Linked DNA regions of Rattus norvegicus: region 2 is linked to region 1. Evidence: chromatin contacts called from public Hi-C data. All regions are on one chromosome and are shown on one strand. Each heading gives the region's core, a stretch centred on a gene start, on an enhancer-like site or on the middle of the called end of the contact. The rest is flanking DNA. Distances are from core to core; before and after follow the strand shown.

Region 1 (7,361 bases), core at 1,862-4,361:
TCTGTAGACCAGGACCAGGCTGGACTTGAATTCAGAAACCATGTGCCTCCGAAGTGCTGGAATTAAAGTCAAATGTGAGACGAAACAAACAAAACAAACCAGAATCCTTGCACAGTAGCAGTTGCTAAGACTGTGAGCAGGCTCATCAGACCACCTGGAACAGCAAGTTGCTCCTTTGACTGTTGTTATAGACTAAAGCTACAACTTGAAAGGCTACACCTTTCTCTTGTTCCTTTTTAGGGCTCAAATCCTGAGTCTTTTTTTTTTTTTTTTTTTTTGGTTCTTTTTTTCCGGAGCTGGGGACCGAACCCAGGGCCTTGCCCTTCCTAGGCAAGCGCTCTACCACTGAGCTAAATCCCCAACCCAAATCCTGAGTCTTGCACAGACCAGGACCCCGCCATACCACTTGGCTACGTTCCCCGGGGGCCCTGAAGATTTTAATTGGCTTTAGTTTTTGTTCTGAGGTCAGGCAACAGTTCATCCCACACATCAGGACCGGGCTTTCCTGAGCCAGGTGCAGGAGGTGCGTACAGGACAGGAGAAAGGCATCAAAACCAAGCAAACATGACACTAGGCCAGCAGTGCTACACAGGACATTTCAAAGTCACTTTCCTTCCCAAGTGGGGACAGACATTAGAAAACCAACTGACAGGCATCAGACTATCTTGGAAACTGTTAAAGGTAAAAGAACCTTCTGTGCTAGCCGGAGCAGCCTGCTGAGTGACGTGGCTCTATACACCCTACTTTTGTCTGCCTGTCTGTCTGCCTGCCTGTCTGTCTGTCTGTCTGTCTGTCTGTCTGTCTGGGGTGGTGTTTTGTTTGAGACCTGTTACATAGGGTAAAACCCTGGCTATCCTGGAATTTACTATTTAGACTGGATCTGCCTGCTTCTGCATCCCAGGTGCTGGATTAAGGGTGTGGGCCACTACACCCAGCTTCTCCCAGTTTTCATTTATGCATGGACCATACATTTGAGAGTATCCATTCTTGGGGTTGGGGATTTGGGTCAGTGGTAGAGCGCGCTTGCCTAGCAACTGCAAGGCCCTGGGTTCGGTCCCCAGCTCCGAAAAAAAAAGAAAAAAAGAAAACGAAAAAAAAGAGAGTATCCATTCTTTTATCTTTTGAGATAAGGTTACAGTGGGTGTGGTGGCTTGGAGTTTTCATTCCAGCACTCTAGAGCCAGAGCAGGTCTACAGAGAGATCCAGGACAGTCCCAAAGAGAGACCCTATCTCAAAAGAAGGAATTATCATGTAGCTGAGGGTGACCTTGGACTTTTGTTGCCTTTTTTTTTTTAAGATTTTTATTTCATGTTTGAGTGTTTGCCTGTATGTGTACATATGTACTATGTGGGTGCCTGAAGGCCAGAAGAGGGTGTCAGATCCCTGGGAGCTAGAGTTCCAGTGGGTTCTGAGAACCAAATCCAGGTCCTCAACTAGAGCAGCCAGTGTTCTTAACCACTGGACCATCCCACCAGCACTTCCCCCCCCTCCCCCCACGACTCACTCCTCCCCTGCTTGAGACAGGTTCTTACAATGTAGGAATGTGCTGTACAGAACAGGCTGCCTCAGACTCAGACCAGACTGCCTCTCCCTTCTGGGCACTGAGATTAAAAGCCTAGGCACCGTGTCCCATTTGGCCTTGGACTTTTGATACTCCTGCTTCAGCCTCCAGTGTGCTAGGCTGACAGCCCTCGTGCGCCACCAGATCTGGCTTCCATTTTGACTTTTAGCCTGGTCTCTCGCCCCTCAGGCCAGAGGCTTCATACAAAACAATAGTCCTCAGGTCAATAAGAAAGCAAAGCAAGCAGGCCCTCTGTGGTTCCCTTCAGTAATATGTTTTGAACGTTTCCTGCTCACATAGGTGTATAAGGAGATAGATCTCTTGGACAAACATCATGTGAAGAATGTTGTTTCCAGTTAAAGGAGGAAGTCTGGGCTGTAGGGACAGTACAGTGTCAGTAAAAACACAAGGCTGGCTCAAATGTGCCATCACAGTGGGGGTGGGGGTGGCTGTTCCATACTGTCGGTTGGCTTGAACTTTAGACCTGTCACCTGCTCTTACAAACGGAAGGTGGGAGGCAGCATGGCCTCACAGGCAGCTTGGGTCTCAGAGAAAGTGTGAAAGGGTGGCTGATGGGACCTTGGTCTTGGCCTTGTCTGATGAGACTGAAACCTGTCCTAGGCTGTAATCAGCTAAGGCTGATGGAGTCGGGGGGCCTGCAGGAGTCAAAGTAGGGACATGCCTGTGGTAAAGCCACCCAGGGGTCAGCTGAGGTAGAAGGATCTGTCTGTGAAGGGACAGCTGAGATAAAGGTCTCCGGACAGAACTGTCCTCTGGGACTTTCCAAGGTGGATCCTGGATGGATCAGGCCTCTGCTGGAGTTCCTGGACAAAGTCTGATTGCCCACCCACCAAAAAATGTATGAGAGGTGGTGGGAAGTTAATGAGAATACATATGGGCTAGCACCCTGGGAAGTCTAGGTGAGCCTTGTCCCTCAGACTCCACAATCAGCAGCTCAGATACACTAAAGGGCTTTTATGGGGAGAGTGACAGGCTAGACACTTAAGTAGGACCCGTCATTGAACTTGCCCTCCGGGTCTGTAGTTCCTCAGACCTTGCTTCTCTTAGGGATACATACTCGTGATAGTGGCTGCACAAGACTCACAAGGAAGGCGCTGCAAGTTCAGATCCAACCATAAGTTTCCAGACGTCTTAGAGTCCATAAACGTAAGGATTTGGCAGACGAGAATCAAGTCAGTTTTTTGCTTTTAGATTTTTTTGGGGGGAAGACCGAGGCCTGAATTTAGGAATGTCAAATACATCAGCAAGGGGGCGGGCACTGGAACACCAGCTGGGCCATGCAAGGATTGAGGGGGAATAAGGTGTGCAGGGCTCCGCTGCACCAACACCCGACCAGGGGAAATGGCTAATAGATGCTCGACCAGCGAGTGCCCAGCGCAGCCGGCGCAGGCGCAGGCGCAGGCGCAGGACCAAGTCTTGGACGCTTGTACGCATGCGGGCCGCCGAGCTTCCGCCACGCCTGTCATGGCCTCTCTCCGGGCCGCTCTCGGCCCCACCCTCGCTGATGCGCCGTGAGTCACCTGACTCGGCTGCGGGTTGAGGAGACACACAAGGGAAGTGATCGTCGCGGGAACCAGATCGTCTGACCCAGGACCCCCGCGCGCCATGCCGTCCGAGAAGACCTTCAAACAGCGCCGGAGCTTCGGTGCGCGCCGCGGGCCCGGGAGTGGGAGATCTGGGTGCCGGGAGGGGTGGAGGAAGGGTCTCCCTGGTGGTGTCGTGCGGGGCTGGGACGCAGCGGGAGCGGGGGTCCGGAGGGGTCTGGGTCCCTGGCGGCTCAGTCCCCGGGGTAGCCCGGGCGCGCAGCGTCGCCCTGGCCGTCGGTCACCAGTGAGCTCGGCATTCCCTGCGGGACTGGAGACCCGACCCCACTGGCGGAGGACACCGCAGGCGGGGCGCGCTCGGCTGTGTCCTTAGTGGGTCCCAGGTCTGGGCGCCCTGCGATCCCCGGGGCAGCACCCAGCCCGCCTCTACTCCCGCAGTCGCCTGGGAACGTGTGTGTGGGAGAGGTGGCCTTTGTCTCATAACGGAAACTTAACAGCTGTTTTGTTTGTTTGTAGTGATCTTAAGTTATTCTGGAACAGTCTTCAAGAGAGGAGTGTGGGTGGGAAAAATAAGGCATGCACATTAGCTAGGACACGGGTCCCCAGAGTGGCCGGGGGTAATCTCTCCAAAGTTCCACCTGGCTTGCGATGTTTTTCCCTAGATTGCCTTTGCTCTCTCCCTACCCCAGCCATTCTGAAGAAAGCACCGGCGTCTGATGGCTGCTGCTTTCCTTGCTTCTGACTTTATTGGTCCTGACGGTGGGCACTGACAGTTTAGAGGTTTGCCACACAGGCGTTGTTTTAGCGGCCTCTTTGAGGAGGCCAAGGCTGGTTTTGCTCTTTTCCAGTGAGTTTGGAGTGATTTAGGTTGGAGCTCTGGAGTTTGCAATATCCAGATCGAGGGGATGCTGACTGGGTGGATGGATTTAGGGCTCACCCCCAAACCGACCCTTTGTAGCTGAAGCACCTGGGTGGGGCCTGGGGCGGTGAAGCTTAGGGTCCGCCTAGTGGCAGAGTCCCATTAGCTTTCTGTCATAAATTCTTATACTTCCAGTAAGTAGCAATCATCCCCAGTGATGGAAGGAGACTGAGGCAGCCAGGAGGCGTGTGGGTTTGCAGATTCTTAGTGCGGACTCTCTTGGCGTGTTTGCTCTCTGGACTCCTGGTTTCCAGAGGTTGAAGTGAAGGCATCTAAGCTCGGACACTGCTGGGCCCCTTCAGCGGGTCCCTGCCGTGTTGTGGCTTCTACTTGGTCGTTTGTCATCTTCTGTACAAGCCTGGGTGGGGGCTCTTGTGGGACGAGGAGATGCTGAAGCTGTCTCAGGTTGCTTGGCCCAGTGTGAGCAGAGAGACGATGAGTAAGTGTGCCATTCAGTTAGAGCTGGGCTTCAGTACAAGCTGTTGGCTCTGCACAGCTGTCTGCCCCGAGTGTCTCAGCTCTTGCAGGCCTCCTCCTGGTTCCCTGTCCCTGCGGCCAGCCAGGGCTGGCAGGTCCTATAGGCCACCAGTTTTGGCCGTTAGCTTTAGTAAAGACGACTATTCCTGCATTTCCCTTTGGGACAAATCAGAATGACATGGTAGTCTGTGGTGGTGGAGCCTTGCGGCCTGCATTTCTCCTCTTACCTGTGTTAACTGTTTCTGCCCTTAAAGCTCTGACCCTGCCCTCATCTCACTGTGTACCTAGGTTAAGGGTTTCTGCTGTCAGTGGTTGGTTGATTTAAACAGGGTCTCATTGTGTAGCCTGGGCTGGCCTTGAACCCTTGTGTCTTTCTCCTGAGCGCTGGGATTCAAGGTATGCTGCTGTGCCTGGCTTTTTGTTTGTCTGTGTTTTAAGACAGGGTTTTTCCATGTAGCCCCGATCAGGCTGGCCTCAGATTTGGATAGGGACCAGCCCGATGTGCAGGGATTAAATAAGGACCTGTGCCACACTGTTGCTCAAGCTGGCCTAGAACTTGCCAAGCGGGGCACCTTTTAAATTTTATTTTATCTGTGTGGGTCTTCGCCTACATATATGTCTGCACCATGTGCATGCCTTGTGCCCGTGGATGTCAGAAAAGGGAGTTACAGATGACTGTGAGTCCCTGAGGGTGGTGGGAGCTGAGCCCAGGTCCTCTTAGGGAGAGGCTGCTCTGAACTACTGAGCCCTCTCTGAAGCCTGAGGCGTAGAGCATGCCAGGTGCGTGCGTAGCTGTTTGTTTGCTAGAGTGAACTCAGTGCAGTGACTAAACCCTGGAGTAGTCAGTAGGCATACAGTGGAGGGTTGGTTCTTATGGAAAGTGGCCGGAAGCCGTGTGAAGAGATGGTGCCATCCCCTCTGTGGGGTGATGGAGAAATGGTGAGGAGAGATCAGCTAGTGCTTCAGAAGGGAGAAGGGCAAGTCCAGCTCCTGTGACATGGCTGGCTCCTTGCACCCTGCAGTGCAGAAAGCTTGGTACAGTGTTGAAAATGAAGATTAGACTGGCTGAAGAGCTCCCGACACGGGAGGAGTTCAAGGTCATCCTTAGCTGCCAAGCCGTGAGACAGGAGAGCCTGTCGCTAACAAGCAGTGGGAAGCAGGCGTTCTCAGAAGAACGCAGTGAGCTTTTTGGTGTTTTTTTTTGTTTGTTTGTTTGTTTGTTTGTTTGTTTTCTTTTCTTTTTTTCAGAGCTGGGGACTGAAACCAGGGCCTTGCGCTTGCTAGGCAAGCGCTCTACCACTGAACCAAATCCCCAACCCGCTTTTTGGTGTTTTGACTGGGGCAGTGTGTGTTTTGAGAGAGCGCCCCACACTAGCCCAGGCGCACGCTATAATTTCGGTACTGGGAAGATTCAGACATGAGGGTCTGAGTTGAGGCCAGCCCGGGACACATCGACCATCTCAGAAAATAAATAAAACCAGTCCTCCCCCCTTTTTAAGATTTACTTATTTATTATATATAAGTACACACCAGAAGAGGGCGTCAGATCCCATTACAGATGGTTGTGAGCCACCATGTGGGTGCTGGGAATTGAACTCAGGACCTCCAGAAGAGCAGTCAGCGCTCTTAACCACTGAGCCATCTCTCCACCCCAATCCTTCTTTTTCTTAGCTGGTGCTCAGCAAAAACTGCATTAGTCCTTGGTTTACCAGGACTGAAAAATTAACAAGACTTAACAGCAAAGGTAGAAATCGTCAGGGGCGACAATGAGATCGAGAGACCCCCACCTTCCCCGGGTGACACGGGAACCCTGTTCTGTGTGGCTGTCCATCTGGGTTTGCAGCCCCTGGCAATGAGGACTTTATCCCTTGGGCCATGTTGGAAGGTTCCACTGACTGCCCTGCCTCAACACAAGACAGTCACAGCAGACCGTGGCAGCATGGCCCCTGAAATCAATGTGTCTCTTTCTTGCAGAACAAAGAGTGGAAGATGTCCGGCTCATCCGGGAGCAGCACCCCACCAAGATCCCAGTAGGTTCTACAGCAATGGTGCTTCTGGGCAGAGGGGACCCCAGCCCCATTAGAGCCCCAGAAGCCCTTGGGCCTACAGACTTTGTGTGCCCACTAACCACTGCCTCTCAACCTGAGCTGCTCTTGGGATGTCAAAGGGGAAAGGGCAGGTGGGCCAGAGCGGTTTGCTTTTCCTCGGTGGTGCCAGGGATTGAACCCAGGGTCTGAGCTTTTGACTGACTGATAGTCTGCACTCCAGCTGTCACTAAGGAAGCAGTCGCACTCAGGGTGGCATGGCAGCCTTATAGGACATAAAGGACTGACTCTCAGCCCCTACTGTATCCCATATGCCCCAGTTCTAGACCTTACACAGTTGCATGCAGAGTCAGGCATGGGCAGGCCACTGCTTAAGATGCCTGTTCTCCAGCTAGTCCGCACATCCTGGGAGGGACTCTGGTATCGGGCCCCTTTCATAGTGGAAGTATGTCGGTTTTCCCAGGGTTAAAAAACCCCAGTGCCAAGTCCTGCACGTGTGTCCCTGTGCAGCCCTCTTCACAGCCTTGGAACCGTTCTGAAAGAGGAGCATTGATAAGGAGAGGCTGAGACTCCTGCATCAGGGTGGGGGTGTGGGCCTGCTGTTCTAGCTGGCTGGACACTTCCCAGGCTCTCCTCACCTAGGGGCCGGGCTTCCTGCGAGCTGTGGTCTCAGCACAGCCAGTGGCTTCTACAGTAGCTAGGGATCTCTGCAGAAACTCAGCTGCCATCTTCTGCGCATGACACCAAGCAAACATGAGAGCAAGGCTCTGTGCTGCCCCATTGAAAACAGGGTG
Region 2 (7,361 bases), core at 3,004-5,503, 300 kb after region 1:
AGCTCTAGTTCCTAAGATTCTGTAACAAGACAAATCCAGGTACTGAGTGTCCTGGGTCGCTTTTCTGCCAACCTGACACAAACTAGAGTAACTTGGGAAGAGGGACTCTTAATTGAGAAAATACCTGAGAAGAACTGCCTGAAGGGACTAAGTCTACAGCGTGTTTTCTAGGTGAGGGTCCACCTCACTGTGGGTAGTGCCAGCATGGGTGGGCAGGTGGTCCTGGATGCCATTAAAGAGGCAGGCCGAGCAAGCCGTGAGGAGCAAACTGGTAAGCAGCATCCTTCGCAGCTTCTGCACCAGCTCCTGCCTCCAAGTTCCTGCCCTGACTGCTCTGGATGATGGACTACAAGCTGCAAGGTGAAGTAAAACCCTTTCCCAAGTTTGTTTTTGGTCATGGTGTTTATCACAGTAGTAGAAATATGAGTTCAAGACCAGTCTGCTCTACAAAGTGAGTTCTAGGACAGCCAGGACTACACAGAGAAGTCTTGTCTCAAAAACAGAACAAAAAAAAAACCAAGCCGCATACCGTAGCTCACAAAGGCCCATGGCCACCCAGAACAATATGGCACGCATCGTTAAAGCATTTGATAAAGTCCTCTGGTCTTTATCAAAGCCTCCCCTCCGGGTTGCCTACATCAGGCCTGAGGTCAGAGGGAGCGATCCAGACTCGCTGTGAGGTAGATGGCATCCACCTTCACTATCAGTGGGTTCACTCAGGTGGATGCCAAGTTACTTCCCAATCCAGTCTTAACTGGGTGAGGGACACTTGTGGAGAGATGAGCAGAGGACCCCAGAAGCCTCAACTCACAGAAACCAGACCTCTGCCCTAAAACCTGACTCTTGGTGCTTCCTCAGGGCCTTTCCTCCCAAGGCATAGAAGCCAGGGAACACTATGTTCCCCAGAAGTGCCCTGGAGAAAGAACAAGGCACTCACTGACACACAGAAACTCCCTCCTCAGAGTACAATCCTCTGAGTGCCAACACCGAGGCCTTAAGAGACTTTGAAGCTCTACTGAACACCAGGAGCCTCCTGGGGTTCTCCTTCTGCCCTGTCAAGCCAGCTCCCTTTCTGGAGTCTACCTCTTTCAAGCAGGTACAGATGAGGCTCTCCTGTAGAAGCTTATCTTGATGTTACTGAGATCTCTTGTTCCAACTAGAAGCTGGTTGCGTATGTTCCTGTGGTTCAGAGAAACAGAGCTGTCCACTGATGATCACACGAGCAGAAAGATAATGGACAGATCTTACCCTGATACTCAGAATTTGGGCCAGGGTGTGTCCTTTCTAGAACTTACCAGCAGCTTCTACCTACAGCAACCACAAAAGATTGTAAAAAGGCTACTTAAGGTATTTTTAAAAACCCTATATCATGGGGCTGGAGAGATAGATCAATGGTTAAAAGCACTGGATGCTCCTCCAGAGGACCAGGGTTCAAACCTCAGCACCTACATAGTAGCTCACAACTGTCTGTAACTCCAGTGACTCTGACTCTGGCCTCCACAGGCAATCCAAGCAGGTCAGGTGGTACAGACACACATGCAGGCAAAGCACTCATACACACATTTTTAATTTAAAACAAAGGAACAAAAAGCCCACCAAAGCCTCTGCATCACAAGTCTGAGAGCTCGACCTGCTGCAGATCCTGTGGGAGGCACCTGCTCACCTGTTCTCAAATCGTGGACGCCCCAAATGTTGCTAAGCCTGTTGGGAGCTTTCCTGAAGAGCTGAGACATGCTGTCCCCTTAGGTTTTCAAACAGATGTCAATTGAGATCAACTGGGACTTTACCAATTAGCTGCCAGGTGACAGGAGCGTGGATCTCATGCTTGACCCTCACGTGTCTACATAGCTGGATATTTACACAATTACACGTTTGTGTTATTACTTTTATTTTTTTCAAATAAGAAGACATTTGGGCCAGTGAGATGGCTCAGTGGATAAAATTGCTTGCTGTCAAACATGAAGATCTGAGTTCCATCCCAGGAACTCACATGGTGGAAGGAAGAACTAACTCCCATAACTGCCCTCTGACCTCCACCAGTGTGCAAAATAAATAAAACATTGAAAATTTTAAAAGAAAGAATATTTGCAAGCTCTCCGTGCTGCCTGCCTCCTGTGGGCAAACACTGCTTCCCACATGTCACTAGCACCTGCAGAAGTCAGAAACCACTTTCCACAACTATCTTGGCAAGAGTGTGGGCTCTTTAAAGATAGCCATGCCAGCCTGGCACCTTGGTGCTCACTCTTACTCCCTGCACTTGGGAGGCAGAGGCGAGTTGCAGACCAGCCAGGGATGTGTAGCAAGAGCCTGTCTCAAAACCAAACAAACCAACAGAAAACCTTAACCATACCCATGACGTTCCCTATATGGCCTAAAGGTCAAGTCATCCCATCAATAAGGAGAACCTGACAGTTAAGATTCTGAGTATGCAAGTGCAGTAGTCACTGTCCCCTTTGAGGCCAGGCTTTCCCGGGCCAGCCCACTGCTTTTGCTGACCAACTGTGGTTTTGACCATTCTTATACATGAATCAAGCAAACAGGAAACCTTACAGGTCATCACCCAGTCAGTCTCCGATCAGCACTACAGAGCAGAGTGGGTGGTCCCAGAATTTAAGGGCACACCCAGCTGTGACTGATAACAAGAGACAGTCTCATGGCCAAAGCCAAAATAGGCATCGGCCGGCATCGGGCAGTGGCTCCAGTGCTAACAGCAGCCCCCTACTTTCATGGCTCTCAGCCCAAGACGGTTAAGTCTAGCCCTGCCACGCTGTCGCCCTCTTTATGTGCACCGTCAACACAGCTCCTAAAGCAAACAAAGAAACCTGTCTTAGCTGCCTGAACCCATCTGTAATTTTGAAAGTAGCACGATTTACAGGTTGCTCTCCACCACCAAATCATGCGGCATTTGCTTTAAACGATCATTTTTCCCAGTCCTGAAAAATCACACAACTGTTTTTAGAAAGCAGTCAATCCGTCTCGGGTCCTGTAAGGACAACATTCAACAGCTGTTACCTGGCACATCTTGGGACCCCCAAGCCCACCCACACGGACTGTCTTCAGTTTCAGTCCTTTACTAACAGGGAGACTTTACAGGACTCTGCTACTCATCCCAAACGAGCAAGGAGCCGTCACTACCACACACAATTTTATTACTACTGTTTTTTTATGAGTCAGCCCATGCACTAATTCCTGATAGGTCGGTTTTAAGAACGTAAGTGATTTTTTTTTTAACTGCAATTTCCCTCTTAGCAACCAGTCAGCAATTGAAGCTGAAACAGGAAACTGGCACATCAGTCACTCCACGTGGTGCTTTGCTGGAGGCAAGGAGTATTGCTCTCACCCAGGACAGGGTAGACCTCTCGTATCTTACGGATTCAGGTCGGGAAGCGGGATGCCCGTCACGGAGACACAGCCGTGACCCACTGAGGTCTCGCGAGGGCTGCCCCGAAAGTGTAGACACTATGAATGGATTAAAGAAACGCACGTGGGTTCTGAGACCTGTGACTTTAGCCTGGAACTGCCGGGATAGTCCAGAGATGGACAGATGGAGGGATGCTGGGATGGGTGTTGCCCAGCAGTAAACACAGAGAGACCTTGACTCTCGCTCACCCCGCCCCGCCCAGCCCCGCCCAGCCCGGACCCCTACTTACGCACGCAGAGGCAGGCCACGAGCTTGGCAGCCTCCTCGGGCACGGGACAAGTGGGGAAGACCGGCTTGAGCAGGTATGTGGCGAAGACCAGCGCCACGATGTACTGTGAGGAGGGCCGAATGATGAGCAGCTCGATCCAGAGCTTGAGGAAGGCGGGCAGCGAGCCGTAGACCTCTAGCATGTAGGCATAGTCGCCGCCTGACTTTGAGATGGTAGTGCCCAGCTCCGCGTAGCACAGTGCGCCCACGATGGAGAAGACGCCGCACACAGCCCACACCACAAGCGACAGTCCGGGCGAGCCGGCTTCCTTGAGCACGCCGGTGGGCGTCACGAAGATGCCCGAACCGATGATGGTGCCCACTATGATGGCCACACCATTGATCAGTGTGATATTGCGCTGCAGGGTCACGCCTTCGCCCTCGGGGTCCGCGCCGTCCCCGCGCCGCGCCTCCAGCATCTTCTCCCGCGCCTGCCGCTCCTCCTCCGCCGCCGTCGTCGCGGGGGCCGCAACCGCGCGCCGCTTTGCGCCCGCGACCGCCATGCTCTCGACGTTCCCGGCTCGGCCTGGATACCCGGCGTGCGCGCGGCCGAGCCGCTCTCCGCGTATAGAGAAATGCGTCTGCGCCCTCCCCGCCCGCGCGGCCTTTTATTGCTACCGTTACCCGCCCGCTAGGCTCCGCCCTTCGCCTCCGCCGTTGGTCCGTCCGCGAAGGCCCCGCCCACCTCCGTCCACGCGACTCCGCCTCCTCCCGGGCCCAGCCCCCAGGTCTGTTGAAGCACGTGGAGCGTATGATGCGGACTGTATCGCGGCGTGTTTCACAAGACCTGACTGCTGTACGCGGGTCTCCACCCGTGCCTCACACCTCCTTACAAGTCCCTGTGTGTGTGCAGGATGTCGGGGGCGGGTCGGTGAGAGCGTGCTTCTTCTCCTGCCTCAGACAGTACAGAGGACTCGCCTGAAGTAAGAGCACCGGAAGGGTGGCTCACTCAATGTTTTCGCCCACCCTTCACCTGCCGGGCGGGAATCCTGGCCTTGTCTCGCAGTGTTTATTTCCCCTTCCTCCGGGGTGCATATCCTGTGCATCTGGGAGGTGGAGGATAGATATCGTATCTAGGATAAATGGGGGTGGGCTGTGGGGTGAAGCACGTTAATGGTCCAGTTTGGTCCAGAGGAAACGAGTCTGAGGGTCAAATGATTCATCAGCTCTGGAGGAAGCAGGGAAGAATAGGTCAGGGTGGTAGCCAGCTCAGTCATGGGCTTAAATATCTACCTGGTCCATAGGAGAATCTTGACAAACGTTCTAGTGGTACACCCAAGCTGGAGGAGCAAGCTTTAGAAGAGGGGAACCTGTCCTATCTACATAGGGATTTGAAAAGCAGGCTGAGGTGAAAGGACCTTAGTTTGTCATTCTTAGGAAGTCTTAGGTGAGATGGCTCTTGAGGGAATGTATGAAAGATTGAACATTTCAGGCCTGGTTGCCTGGCATGGTGATTTGAGCTGACAGTCGTGCTTAGAAAGTTTCATCAGTCAAGGTCAGACCAGGAAGCCCCAAGACTCTCTCCTTTTCACTGACTGTTCCCTTTTTCCATCCAAGGGGGTCCCCAGGAAAGCTCACGGACAAGCAGAAGGGAGGGTGAGGGGCTTAATTCAAGAAGAACCTTCAGACTCAGAAGGATGCAAAACCCTGTGTGCTCTGCAAAACCCAGTCTGCCAGGTCTTTCCCACTCGTGTGGCATGACCAATGAAGAAATTCAAACCCCTCGCCTTCTCTGGATCCATAGCTGCAGCCAAGAATGCCAGAGCCGTCCGTGGAAGCCCACATCGTCGGGGAGGGAGGTGTTCAGCCATGGACTCCAAGGGTCACTGGAGTCACCTCTCCCTACCCACAATCCCCCACTCCAGTATGTCAGCCATTCAAACACAGTGACAAGCCATGACAAGCCGGAGTCTCTGTAGCCTGGGCGGTGGGAAGCTATGGAGCTAAAAGGTCACGACATTAACATGCCATGCTACAGACTGCCTAAATTGGTGGCTTTGGGAAGATTGAGAAACTTGCCTCTCATTCTTTACACGGTCCTTCCGGAGGGCTAAAAGCATACCACCAACCCACTGAGACATTGCTAAGATTCCAAGGTACAGCGCCTAACCTAATAGGACACGTGGCGACCCTTAGAAACACTTTGTGAGGAAACCGACTTAGCAGTTGTGTAACTTGCCTGCCCAGTATGTGCACCCTCGTGGCTTCCTACCTCAAGTCAAGCAACCTGCTCACCTCTCACCTGTGGGTGGCTAACCCTTGCTTCTTTTGGAATCCGTCCCCATTCACAGTGGCTAGGTTCTGCATACCCGCTGTGGGGAAGCTTTGATTTGAGCCAGAGACAGCAATAGTCCACGGAGGTGTAAAATCACAACCACAATTAAACCAAGGCCACTACTAGAGCCCAAAAGGGGTGGCCGTGGAGGAGCGCAGCAGATTCAAATGGCTTTTCTGCGTCTGGAATTAAGAGAAAGAATGAACAAGGAAAGCAGAGGGGGACCTGTGATCTGGGACAGCTGGGAGGTCCGGTGCCAGGGAATTGGAGTCCTAGGAAGCAGCTGTGGTCCTTTCCAGAAAGAGTGACCATGCCCAGTGAATGTCCCCAGGACCCATGGCTCGTGAGTCCTCCGCTGCCACTTTTCACAGGGTTAGGTAAGGCCTTAGACTTCTTCCTGCAAAGCAGCTGTATTATCTCTGTCGGGTGCCCCCGTCACTCCTTTTCCAGCAGTAAGACTCTGAAATGTTTTCCAAGGGCGCCATCTACTGGTAGGTTGAGAAGTTTCGTCTTAAATTTCCTCACTTTGGGCTCCCTGCGGCATGTTTTCCTAGTGGCTAGTTCAATTGGTCAGTAATTTATTTAAAATGGCATTGGGCTAACATGGTATTGGGGAGCCCTGTCTTCCTATCTCCATCTTGAAATCAGAGCGAGTACCTCTTACAGTCCTTCATAGAAGAAAGGGGTGGAGAAGGTCATTGCTCCCCCCCACTTCTCCTATGCTGCCCAGCGCTCTCCAGCCCTAGGTACACATGTCTGGGTGTGGCGGAGTATTCCAGAGGTAGAAGGTTGATTGAGGAGGTAAGGGGACTTAGTGTCGAAACTGCTATCTTGTCACCCCTACTGTAAGTGACCGTGCCCAGTGAGCCCATTCACTGAGCTGCTTGGACTTGCATAGAAATGGGTCTGTCAGTGCCCCATCTGGGATGAGAAGTCTGTTCACGTCTACCCATGAAAAGCCATGCAACAGAGGCACAGTGACCAGAGTGTTTCTGCAGATGGCAATATGCATGGATCAGCGGACAACTTGCCTTGAGTCACGTCTACCACATCAGTTCCAAGGGTGGTTGAACTCAGGTCGTTTGGATTGGCTGCAAGCACCTTTGCTTACTGAGCCATTTCTCTCTCTCTCTCTCTCTCTCTCTCTCTCTCTCTCTCTCTCTCTCTCTCTGTGTGTGTGTGTGTGTGTGTGTGTGTGTGTGTGTGTGCTTAGAAGACACGCACTTTACCAAAGGCCTAGCATCCTTTTTTCCCCCTCAAGATTCTTGATGGCGAACGCTGTTGAGAAGGGAGCAGTACTGGCCACACTGTTAAAGTGAATGTGTGCCCTGAGCAGCCATGACCTCAGTGAAGAGTGGCATTGGCTTATCCTTCCAGCAGGCCTTCTGTTTGCCTCTA

What was found. A called contact is a pair of places that touch in the nucleus more often than the background predicts.
Region 2: a contact with region 1 is called in a Hi-C map of mammary epithelial cells, with 3 times the contacts expected there. The contact joins the promoter of Slc7a5 here to the promoter of Map1lc3b in region 1. A contact is called at or near these places in 2 of 12 Hi-C or Micro-C datasets (frontal cortex and mammary epithelial cells) and 1 of 1 datasets of contacts at active chromatin or transcription factors (oligodendrocytes).

Annotation. Positions count from the first base shown.
Region 1 is chr19:66,571,484-66,578,844 of GRCr8, forward strand. It overlaps Map1lc3b (microtubule-associated protein 1 light chain 3 beta), which reads left to right and starts at 3,112. Exons shown (of 4, transcript NM_022867.2): 1 at 3,112-3,227; 2 at 6,497-6,552. The coding sequence starts at 3,188.
Region 2 is chr19:66,868,159-66,875,519 of GRCr8, forward strand. Slc7a5 (solute carrier family 7 member 5) reads right to left here and starts at 4,254. Exons shown (of 10, transcript NM_017353.2): 1 at 3,651-4,254. The coding sequence starts at 4,191. It overlaps LOC102550600 (a long non-coding RNA gene), which reads left to right and starts at 4,397. Exons shown (of 3, transcript XR_005497042.2): 1 at 4,397-4,611.